2 separate regions of the Zea mays genome follow, and region 2 is linked to region 1. A link is a contact called in public Hi-C data. All regions are on one chromosome and are shown on one strand. The core of a region is the stretch at or near the end of the contact, and the rest is flanking DNA. Distances in the headings are between cores, read along the strand shown. Region 1 holds the start of LOC542405 (MFS18 protein). Region 2 holds the start of LOC100279235 (putative protein kinase superfamily protein).

Evidence for each region. Hi-C and Micro-C count contacts between places; a contact is called where the count stands out from the background.
Region 2: a contact with region 1 is called in a Hi-C map of ear, with 1.8 times the contacts expected there. The contact joins the promoter of LOC100279235 here to the promoter of LOC542405 in region 1. A contact is called at or near these places in 3 of 25 Hi-C or Micro-C datasets (bundle sheath, ear and tassel).

The regions. Positions count from the first base shown.
Region 1 is chr3:34,854,509-34,860,440 of Zm-B73-REFERENCE-NAM-5.0, forward strand. It overlaps LOC542405 (MFS18 protein), which reads right to left and starts at 2,922. Exons shown (of 1, transcript NM_001138443.1): 1 at 1,917-2,922. The coding sequence starts at 2,761. The coding sequence ends at 2,375.
Region 2 is chr3:35,677,750-35,683,681 of Zm-B73-REFERENCE-NAM-5.0, forward strand. It overlaps LOC100279235 (putative protein kinase superfamily protein), which reads right to left and starts at 3,739. Exons shown (of 8, transcript NM_001152256.1): 1 at 3,411-3,739; 2 at 1,909-2,388; 3 at 1,285-1,659. The coding sequence starts at 3,456.

The DNA of each region.
Region 1 (5,932 bases), core at 1,672-4,171:
TTAAGACTATTTTGTGAGTGAGGTACTTTAGAATTTGTTAAAAAGTAAAAAAAAAAAATAAGACAAACACAAATGAAATAAACGTGAATTAGACTCCATGCGTTAAAAAAAACTGGAACGACAGATATTGGCTTCATGAAGAACATCCATACAGATAAGACTACGTGCTGAATTTTTAAGTCATGAAGAATGACAATCGATTATGCAGTAAGACCCAATTAACACAGGCAATGAAAAATCCAAATTTACGATAACGCAGAAAGATTCAGATGAACTGTAAGATATATAAATCGTGAATCGTATGCTGGTAAATCAAATAATGTTGTAGAACCTTGAAACTTGATAATTTGCTAAGTAATTGGGAAGCTGCATCCAGCATCCTCCCAAGATGGAAGAACCAAAAGAATGCCAGTGTCGTAGCTGCCTAAAACAGTACGAAACCAAGCAAATAGAAACATTTTAACATCCCAGGTAGTTGCCAAAAAAACCATAAAAAGTGTTCATGTTGTCTAGTACTATATGAATAAAAAAAGAACAATAGAACATGTCTTGTTTCGTTCTGCGATTCCAGATCAGTTCTTAAACAAAACACTTCAGGCCTTCATAAGAGAGTGTCTTGGGTTCTTTCCTCCATAACTCATTCACTGGCTGTGTGAGCTAGGATCACTGAAGGCTGGCTCTAGAGATGCGACCAATCTGCTCGTATCTGGTGAGCCTGGCTCATGGTGCTTTGAGGATCGTGCGAGCTTGGATCCAAATCTGCATGCAGGCAACCAAACACAGATCTCGCACGCGCATAGCCTGGCTCACAGCAACCAAACAACAGTTACCCGCATTCCGCGATGCAAACACGCGCAGATGCAGACAACCAAACACACCCTTAGCACATGAAGCTTGTCGAGCAAGTGCCACAACCATTCAGGATACTCCGAGTTTGGTTGAATTTTCGGATCAGAACCCTCCTTGAGGATATCTCCAAACATATTTCGGAAGGACACAGTGAATAAAGATGTGATGAACTGTCTCACCGCTACTTTTTGTTCTCGTAGCAGACTTGTTACAGTGCATCATTAACAAGGCTCATCAACTTAGCCTAGAAAATTAGAAACTAAATTAGAATAAAATAGAGAGACTAAAATTAGTCCCTAGAAACCAAACACCCCCTTAAAGTTGAATAGTGAGAAATTATAGCCCCCAATTCCATCCATTACATTTGCTCCCAAACAAGCTCTTAGGATTGATTTGGTGTACAAGTATGGAGAATCGCCTCTCTATTCGAACTTTCTCATGGATCTCTCCATTTATCTGTCCACCAATCCAGCCCAAAGAAGAGAGAAACCCGTGGATTTGAGAATACAGAGAGGCCGAGCGTTCATTTTGCGTGGAGGGTAGTCACTGACTGATTGCTGAAGATAGATTGGGAACTGAGTAGAAAAAATGGCATTCAGCATTCTGAAAGCATGACGCATTCGAAACGGTTAGAAAATACCATTTTTTTACTGCGTGTTTGATCGATTTATCTCGTCTCCACGGACGACGGTTTGTTTAGATAGGGATCCGAGAGCCCAGAGGACATAAGCAGTAACTACACCACATATAGAGCATTAAATTGCCGCAGCAGTACACTGACATGTCCGTGACTTAAAAGCTTGCTCGTAATTTATTATTATTGACTATTTTTCTTCCCACTTCGTTTGAAATGGTTCTTCATTAGTTTATCCTAAACTGTACTGTCCAGCTGTTTGATGCTTTCGTTCGTGTCTGGGTGTGTAATATATATGCCTTGCATATGTTATCTGCTGCATTTGCTTCCTAACTTGTGTAGTACGTTGGAATGACCTTTTTTTTCAGAGATTCCGAAAGTCACTCAAAACAAAAGTAGTGACAAATTAATGATGCGAACCGAACAAAGTAGTGACAAATTAATAACGTGAACCCTGCTTCAAAAACAAATTAAAGACCCATGCATACAGCTTATACAAACAACAGGTTTACCACACACAAAACATGGATACATCACATGCATGTAGCATTATTCATGCCTCAAGAACATCACCACCGCACCACCGCTAGCTACAACCAGTCACAAACGGCTAAATAAATTAAACACCAAGTCTCCACAAACAGATACTGACCTAATAGTAAAGCAAACACCACCAAATGAAACAGATCCAACTCTCCAATGCAGGCAGGTAATTAAACTAAAAGGCAGTAGAACACAAGCTATATATATATAGCTAGCTAGACGTACGGTACGTGCAAGGCCCAACTACTGCTCGTATGGAGCTAGGGGAAACCACGAACCACGCATGCATGAAGACGACGACGTACTACAGTAACAGTAGCACCACTCTACTACCACGCTTGTTGGCGTTCAGGGCTTGTTGGCGTGCTCGGGGACGGAGCCGGCGGTGGGCGACCCGGGCATGCCGCCGAAGCCGCTGAAGCCCGGGGAGCCGCCGCCGAAGAGGGGCATGCTGCCGCTGCCGGGCAAGCTGAACCCGGGTAGGCTGCTGCCGCTGCCGGGCATGCTGAACCCGGGAATGCTGCTGCCAGGAATGCTGCCGCCGGGGAGGCCGCCGAACGCCGGGGACGCGCCGCCGCCGAGGCGGTCGAAGGGCGGGAAGGTCTGCGGCTGCACCACCGCGTCGTCCTTCTTCTCCGTCGTCGTGGTCTTGATGTTCCTCGCCTCGGCGGTCGACACGGCCAGGGCCAAGGCCAGCAGAGCTGCCGCCACCATCATCTTGGAAGACCTCGCCATCGCGTGCTAGCTCTCGGTCGATCGGCTCTCTTCTTGCTTGCCTGCTTGCGTGCGCGCCCTTCTTGCTTCTCGACGACGATTAAAAGGCTAACCTAGCCTAGTGGTGTGTGTGTGTGTGTGGCCTTGCTCTATCCCTCTTGCTACTGCTGTGGAGTGGTGTGTGATCGTGAGGAGAGAGAGGTGGCGAGGCAGGTGCTTTTATAGCGGGGGAGACGGCTGGGCGGTATTGAAGACGGCGCAGCGAGCTCATCGGCCGGCCGGGACAGTCGGACAGAGGGGCGCGGCCGCGCGGGGTAGCAGCAGCGCGGTAGGTGGCGGGCGTTAAGGAGGAGAGAGGCTGGCTTAAAGGAGAGGCAGGGTACCTGCTGCTGCTCTTTACTGCATGCCATCCTGTGACCGCCATTAAAATTTCCCCAGGTCACTTCACCAGCCACCACCACCACCCTTGCTGGCCTTGCATACGACGCATATGCATATGCATGGCGCCGTGCATGGAGAGACGACGAAGTAAAGGCGGATTTTTTTTTCTTTTTTGTTCTCTCTCTCAGATCTCGACGCGGTTTGATAAATGGTACGGTGACGCCTAGCTGTGGGCTGTGGTTGTGCAGTGCATGCCTTTGAAATTGAAATTCCAGTGGAAGCTTGCATTGCATACATTGGCATTCTGCTAGCTACGGCTGCATGCATGCAATTGCAATGCATGCGTGACACATGCATGGTGGGTGGTACTATAAAGGACATGATTGGAGTGAAGTTTTTTTTGGGGTTTGGCTAATACCATAGTATTTTATGTCATGAAATGTTTAGTTGCATTCCTGGAAAGTATATTTTCAAAACCATGGTTTTGTAGACACCAAAGTATTTTTGGAGTATTGAAAACTCCACTCCAATCCAAAGTATTTTCATGATATGACTAGCTCTTGCTTAATATCATGGTTTACAATGTTCTATCCAAACAATGTTTGTCAAAACCATGTTATTTTTGGAGCTATCAAAACCACGGTATTATCATAACAATTGCAAGTATAGTATTGTAAAGCCATGATTTTGAGAAACATTGCTGCCAAACAAGCAGGACCGGCCCTAGGGGTGGGCAGCCGCCCAGGGCCCCGAAGGTATAGGCCCCCCAAATATGTACTAAATATAAGTATATGATATGTGCTATGGATATTTAGTAATTGGTCTTAGTTGAGACACTATTCGGTAGTCCTTTCGCTAGCTGTAGCTTGTTGAAAATCTGAGAAACGAATCGATGAGTCTATTGCAGTCACAGAGCAAACAAATCGTCGCAGACTCCTAACGCGATGTGGCGAGGCGCTGAGTGTGTGTTCATTAGGTGATTGTAGCCATAGTGTATGTTGTACTAGTTCTTATATTATATGTGTATATTTTTTCAATCTCACGAACTAATGGTTGATTATTAATATATTCTATATAGGATTTTAAAGCGGAATTTTATCTATTTTACTTTGGCACCAAGCGAGCAAAAGACCAAGATAAGAGATTTTTAAATGGAGTATTATCTGCTACATATTTTTTTTTAAATATAATAGATATGGATTTTTATCCTAATCTCTCTATTGCATATTGAATCTCAGTGACTTTTCCATTTAAAAAAACTTTTAAAAACTAAATTTATTGAAAAATCATTTGTGATCAATGATCATGTTTTTTAAAAAACTTTGTATATAAATATATATTACATACATACATATATATAGAGAGGATGATGAGAGGGCCCTCTAAATTAGCTTTCGCTCAAGGGCCCTAAAATGTCAGGATCAACCCTGCAAACAAGCCCTAAGTTTTTTTTGTCTCACTTGTCACAGTTTGTCACGCTCACATCCAAATTTCACCGAGTTAGATATGTGTTTAGTTTATAGCCACAATTATAGTAAGATTTTTCTTCTACTTAGTCGTCAATGACTTGCCATTATTGGAGAGTATTGCATTTCTGTTAGCCTAGAATGGTAATGCTGCTATTCGCCATGACAGTTAAGCGTGTAAGTACTACGGGCGGCGCCGGTGGATCAGTCCGAGCCGTTTTTACTCTGGCGCTTCGTGCCAGATACGTACACTGTCATCAGTTTGTCATTGTGTTTTACTGTTGAAGTGGGGTCTAATTAATAACTAGCTAGGCTGTGGCTGTGGCGCGTCTTTGGAGCAGCATCAGAGGTTCTTATTTGCTTGCGTGGCGTGCCTGTTTTCTTTTCTTTTTTTTCCTTAAAAGGAAAGTAGATTAACTAATGCTTCTGTTCTGCGTAATTCACGACGACCATGAGCGAGGGAACATAGGATAAGCAAGTGATCGGCGGCAGCACTGTTGATGCATGCAAGATGGATCGGCCGGTGCGCTCTCATGAGCATTAAACACAAGTATGGTTTGTTGTAGGGATGGTAGTCGTTGGCGACGACATAATGCTATGGGCACGGGCAACATGCTCTAGGAGGAATAAGGCCACTGTTTCAAATTTCTAGAGTTGATAGTTAGTCAGTTAAAAAATTGTTACCTGGTTTTAGCTAGGTTGAAGCAGCTAACACCTACTAATACTCTCTCTGTCCATTTTTCTTCGGTGTATACCTTCTCGGCACAGTGACTAAGAAAGAGTTATGTGTGGAGAAATTATAGATGTCGATCTGGCCCGAGCACGCTCAGGCACGACACGAACAGGCTCGTGCCTGGCACGACACGATATTTACCCAGGTCGTGCCGGACCGGGTCACGTGCCAGGACGTGTGTCCGAGCACGGCTCGGACAGGTCCAAATCGTGTCGGGTTGGCCTGACAGCCTGTTGGGCCACTACAGGTCGTGCCCCCACTGGCCCAGCATGCCCTAAAACCCAGAAATCACAAAAAATACTAAAATTCACAGAAAATTCACAGAATTCGCATTGATTCCCTAGATTTCAAATAAACAGATTTAACATTAGTCATTCACAAAAGCACAACTGTAACACCTCAAAACCATCAACTAAAAATAATATATTTAGAATATTAGTAGCAATAATAGTAAAGAATTTTTTTCTTCAAGTGTTTGATTGTATTTGCCTTTAGAATAATTTTTGTTTGCTCATATTTGATTTATGGTTGTTTTATAGAATTTCTTTTATATTGGAAAAACGAATTAATTAATATAGAAACATGGGTCCAAAAATAAATATTTTAGTGTAC
Region 2 (5,932 bases), core at 2,489-4,988, 820 kb after region 1:
TACTGTGATAAAATGTAAAACAGGCATGCCTCTAAACTTTTTGAACAAAAAAAACTTTCCTTACAACTTATACCAGGGTCATTGAATACTCTTAAGTTTAAAGGCATAATACATGTATCCAAGAAAATTGGGTAAAACATTAAGGTGCAACTAAAATGTGGGAGGGGGTGATATTTAGTTATAAGCAGGAAAAAGCAAGCCAGCGACAAGCGCACAAAATATAACTTTAGAAAGGAAGAGAAAATTGAATACCATCGTTCCATACTGTTCTGACTTAATGACCATTTTTAACTCTTCGTAAGAAAGAGCTTGGTAGGTAGGGGATCAATACGGTAGATTGGTGGCATGGTTCTTAAGGCAATGAGGTGACATGTGGGTTGCCACCACCATCTTATCGCCTAGGAACTTAAGGTGAGTCGGTAAGGTGGTCAAGGCAGCCACCATATTCCCATATATCAGAGAAAAAAAATGAAAAATAGACACATTAATGACCTATACACATAAGAAGCAGTGAGCCCACATAGCCTACTAAAGCCCAATCCAAGTTAACGGCCCATAAAAAACCCCCTCCCCTCCCACCTCACATACCCTCGGTCCCTGAACTCTCGGCTCTCACATCAGTGCCACCTCTCTAGTCCACGATGCTGATGCCACCACCAGTCTGATGAACCCTGCTGCTCCAATGCACCTCCGCTGGCAATGAATCATCCACTTTCCCCTGCTCAAATGGAGCACCAACACCTTTCCCTTCCAGATTGTCACCATCACAGTTGAGCACGGATAGATCTGCGTCCCCAACACACTGGATCCAGCGCTAGCATAGCAGGCAGAGTGAACTCCGGAGCCGAAGAAAATAATAGAAAGCAGAGGCCTAATCTCCTGCTCTTCCTTCGTAATGTTTCCTTTCTCCTCATAGGCACATCAATGACCCATACGCCCGAGCTCCTGCTCTTCCTTTCTCCTCCATGGTCTCTCATCCCTCCCTCTCCTCCCCTGTTTTGGCAAGGCGTCGGCCACCATCGCCGAGGCAACGGCCCTAAGAACAATGATTGGTGTCTCATTCTTTTCTATAGCTATGAACCAGTTTGATATATGTCAATTGAAAGGTCCAAATTTCCATAACAAAGAACATATACCTCATAATATCATGCATCTCAGAAATTCTTCAATCGCACATTAAGTAAACAATAAGAACAAAAATAATCCAGAATTTCTCTTCCTGGACAGTAACAAAACTACTCTCATTATGACAAACAGAACAAGTACAAGATTGAAAGCTATTACCTGGAGCTGGAGCCAATGACCTGAACCAAGTTAAATTAAGAAGATTATAGTCCCCGACCAACACAGGATCAATCCGAACTGTATGCAGAGTAAGTGAATAATTCATTGCCTTGACTTGATCAGCAGCAAAGCTAATTCCAGTGTAGGGAGCTATATCCATTGTGATATTTAGCCCAGAAGCTCCAACAACATAAAAATTTACAATCTCAAACTGATTAACGCGCAGGTTGAGCTGAGAAGCAAGTTCTTGAAGAAATTTGTTGCTCCAGTTTGAAGTCAAGGAAACATTACGAAGGAAGAGCTCAATTCTCACTGGATAAACACAATGGCAGTCCCGGGTCCCTCGTTTTTGTACCATGTTCGGTGCACAACAACCTAACAAACAAACATAAATCACAATATGGTTAAGAGAATAAAGCAAATCTATAACATAGAACAGATACTATTGGAGTAAATGATATCCGTCGCATAAAAAATGGAACAAATAGATCAGAACGAAATGTATAAATGATGCTCTTCTAGAATAGACAAATGACCAACCCCTCAACAGGATTATGTAATTTTAAGCTGTGTGAGAGCTCATTTACAATCAGAATACTTCAAGGCTCTGGCAAATAGACTTACCACTGTGAGGAGACACTGGAGGCTGCACTAATCCCAAAGGAGCTGCGCTAGAATTTGAAGCTGCATCCGGAGGGTCAGCATCTACGTGAGCAGGAGCAGCTGTTGCTAAGTGTCTGGTATGCTGCACTGGAGGACGTGATAGATCTGAGGAATAAATGGCAAGATCTAAAGCACCAGGCATGTAACGATAGCTAGGTGCTGAAATAGGAGGATGTGTGGATGACATGGCAACTGCTGATGAATATAGCTTCTTTTGTCTTTGGAGGCCATCATCTGGTTGTGCAGAAACACTCACAAGGACTTTAGTTTGGGATGCCAAAGAATGAAATGGTCCCCAACCTTGGAATGGAGGCATGGCAGGGGCGACTACTTCTAGAGCAAACGTTTGAACAATCAAATTGGTCCCACTGAGAAACTCCAGGATCAATACAGCAGGCAAGACATTGGACATAAAATTTCTCAATGTGTCTTCAGGAATTCCTGAAAAAAAAGCTGTACACCATCCAGTGAGAATTATTTTAAGCAAGAAAGTACATTGTGTGGAATGGGCATAAAGCGTAGACAAAAGATTCTGGTGGCCCATGGCTCATTGGCTCCCTAAAAACAACATACAAATGTTATGGAGCCCTTCTAAGGTGGTAAGATAAAAAGGTCGTACCATATCTGCCCTTTACGTATGCCCTTGAATGATACAATTGTAGGCAGAGAAAGAAATGTCCATATGCACATAAACACACACTTGTGTTCCATCTGAATTACAAAATACCTCCACTCCCTTGTGCCAAACATTATTAACTGACACATTAGTATCCGACCTTCTCGATCATTTGAATCATACCATGATACATGTTCAGCAGATCAGATGTTCTTTGCCAAGGCTTGGCATTGTTAATTTAAACAGGATAGCTATGCCATTTCCCGATTCATTATCCAAGGTATTGTTTCACCTCATTCAGATTTGTCCACTCTCGCACCCATCGATTTTACACACGAGTGCGTTTGAATAAAACATAAGCATCGGAGTCGGACAAAAAAGATTACTTTTTCCCCCCACAAGCAAGGAGGCCACAGAGACTACGAATATGAAACTGCCTAGTATCTGCTGCAGTGTCCATTACATCCTCCTCACTGTTAAGCATAGGCTGCACAATCTCTACCGTATTGATTGTTCCATGGCTGCTGGCGCCTGGAAGACTACATGTGAACTCGAATCCGCCGCTCCCACTACCCCCAAACGGACTCGAATCTACAGGCGAGCTTTCCCACTGTGCGCCCAAATGTTGGTAACGAGCTCCCGACGGTAGTTGGAGCAGCGCGCCCTCCCATAGCCCAGACCCCGCCGTGGAGCCGTCATTTCCCCGCCGGCAGAACCTCAAATCGGGCAAGCACAATCGTGGCACGCGCCCAGACTACTCGAGCCCATCGCACCAAGCCTTCCATGAAGCAAGGAGCAGCAAGGAGGCTAGGGCCCACGCAGATCAGATGGGGGGGAGGGTGCTCACCTCGGGCTGGACCGGAGCGGCAGCCCGCTCGCCCGAGCCGCGCCATCCCCGGCGAAGACGCGAAGCACACAGCAGCAGCTGCTGCTGCTGCTACCGCCGCCGCGGGGGCAGGCGCGCTCGTCGCGGCGCTGGCGATTTGGGGCCCATGCGCGCGGGAAGAGGGGAGGGACAGGGACGGCGGCGGCGTACGGGGTGGAGTGGATGGATTTGGCTTTCCTCTCCGGCCGCTCTCCCTTGTGTTCGGGCGCGGGCGCGGCTCTCGGCAGCTGCCGGTGGTGGTGGTGGTGTGGCTTTGATTTGCTTTTTGCGCCTGCGCTGCTGCTTTTCCCTCCTGCGATTATTATTATCTCTCCCCTCCCTCGCCGCTGCAACCTCGGGGAGGGGAGGGGGATTTTTCAGAAGGGATCGGTGTGTGTCCTGTCCAGTCCAGTCCACTGTGGTGGTTTTACTCGAGGTTGAAAGACGACCGACGTGGGCTCTCGGGCCCTCAAAAGTCAATGCTCGCTCGTTTTGTCTACGGCCGGGGCGAGAATCGGCAATTTCACAGCATGCTAGTAGATCGACGATTTTGGATGGCTGTATGCCTGTATATATAGGTCCTGTTTGTTTCGGCTTCTTACAGCTTCTGGCCACCAAAAACTGCTGCAGACTGCCAAACGCTCAGCTTTTGAGCCAGCTTCTATAAAATTTGTTGGGGGCAAAAACCATTCAAAATCAACATAAACACATAATCGGTTGAGTCGTTGTAATAGTAGGAATCTGTCACTTTCTAGATCCTGAGCCCTATGAACAAATTTATCTTCCTACACGTGTAATCGTAATGATACTCAGATTCTCCCCACAGCCAGATTTCCAGAAAAGCTGGTCAGAAAAAAAGCTGAATCAAACAGACACATAATAACCGTCTCCGTCTGTCGCCGTTTCATTCCACACATGCAAGCACACCGGGCAAGGATAAAGATAAAATCCTAGTTAGGCTTCACGTGGAAGGCAACAAAAGATGGGTCACGCGGGGCTAGGCCAGCAGCCTACCTTGAGGACAAGCTAATCTATCGATATTAGGCCATCTCGAAGTCTAAGGCAGGCCTTACAAAGCCAACAGATATCTGATCAACGGAACAAATGGTCGCACAATTGAGGAGCACAACAATATTCTTCACAAAAAGCACACAAACATATGACTGTGACTATGACAGTCCATCCAGCTTATGTTTAGTTGTGGAAGATAAAGTGTCAACCGGAATATAGGTTTTATTCTGTCTGTTCTTGAAAAAAAATAGGCTAAACACGAAGTCTCTGCTCAGGTGAAGAAGTATGGAGTTAGATTCGTATACATGTGAAAAACTGCATACTTTAGAAAGAAGAGATCCTTCCGCAGATCTTCGTAAATTGCTAGTATGCAAAGAGATGCTGGCAACTAACTGGGGTGACTCCACCACGCACGTTCTAACCATCTCTTAGCTATTCAGCAAATACGAGCGAAGGTACCTCATAATCATGATTTGGTGCATAAGGAAAAATAGAAATGGATGAATCTTTAAAAACATACCACCAATAATTGAAAACATACCACGCCAATAACGAATGCAAAGTGTGTTTGTTACAGAGATGCTCCTAATTTGCCATAGAGTGAAGCCTTCAGACAGCCAATAGAATTGGAGCATGGCTACAACAGATCTTTTTTTTAATCCCCTCTCTAATCTCTTCCTATAACCTTGTACATAATATTTTTTTAATACAAAAGTATTGTAGGTCTTTCGTACAGTAATTGCCTCAAAAAAAATCTTAGGCCATCTTCGTCAATAACGACGTGCAAGGCAAACGAGCGAGTGCAGTTTGAATTGGAGAGTGGAATAGGAGCCTTAGTGTACAGTAGAGATGGCCAAACGGGCCGCCCGGCTCGGCTCGGGCCCAGTGAAGCCCGGCCCGGCTCGGGTCCGGTGAAGCCCGGCCCGCTAGACACGGTTATAAAATTGGGCTGGACCGACTAAGCAGGTGAGTTTAATTTTCTGTCCGAGCTCGGCCCGCATCGAGCCTAAACGGGCCAGGCCGGCTCGTTTAGCACGAAAAAAGCGGGCCGAAAAGCGGATATGCGGGCCGACAAGCACGTTTTAGTGTAAAATAACGGGCTTAACGAGCTTAGAGGTAAACGGGTCGTGGCGGGCTAGCCCACCGTGACTAGTTTCCTGTCCGAGCCCAGCCCGCTTATTTGTACCGGACCGGCCTGAGCCCGCATAGAACCGGACCGTGCCGGGCTCGGATCGGGTCCGAACAGCAGGCTTCGTGCCGGGCTCACGGGTCTCGTGGTTATTGACCATCTAAAGTGTACACGGTCACCGGTGAGTCACTAACGGGAGCCTAGCTGCTAGCTTAAGCGCCGCGCATCAAATCCGGGGCTAGACGTCGACATCGATCTCATGTGCGCAATCATGACCTACTGCTCTTCCTTTGCCGACTCGACTTCCCGTGCTAGCGTAGTAGCAGCGACGCTTTACCTCTTCTTTAATCAACGACCACAGCCG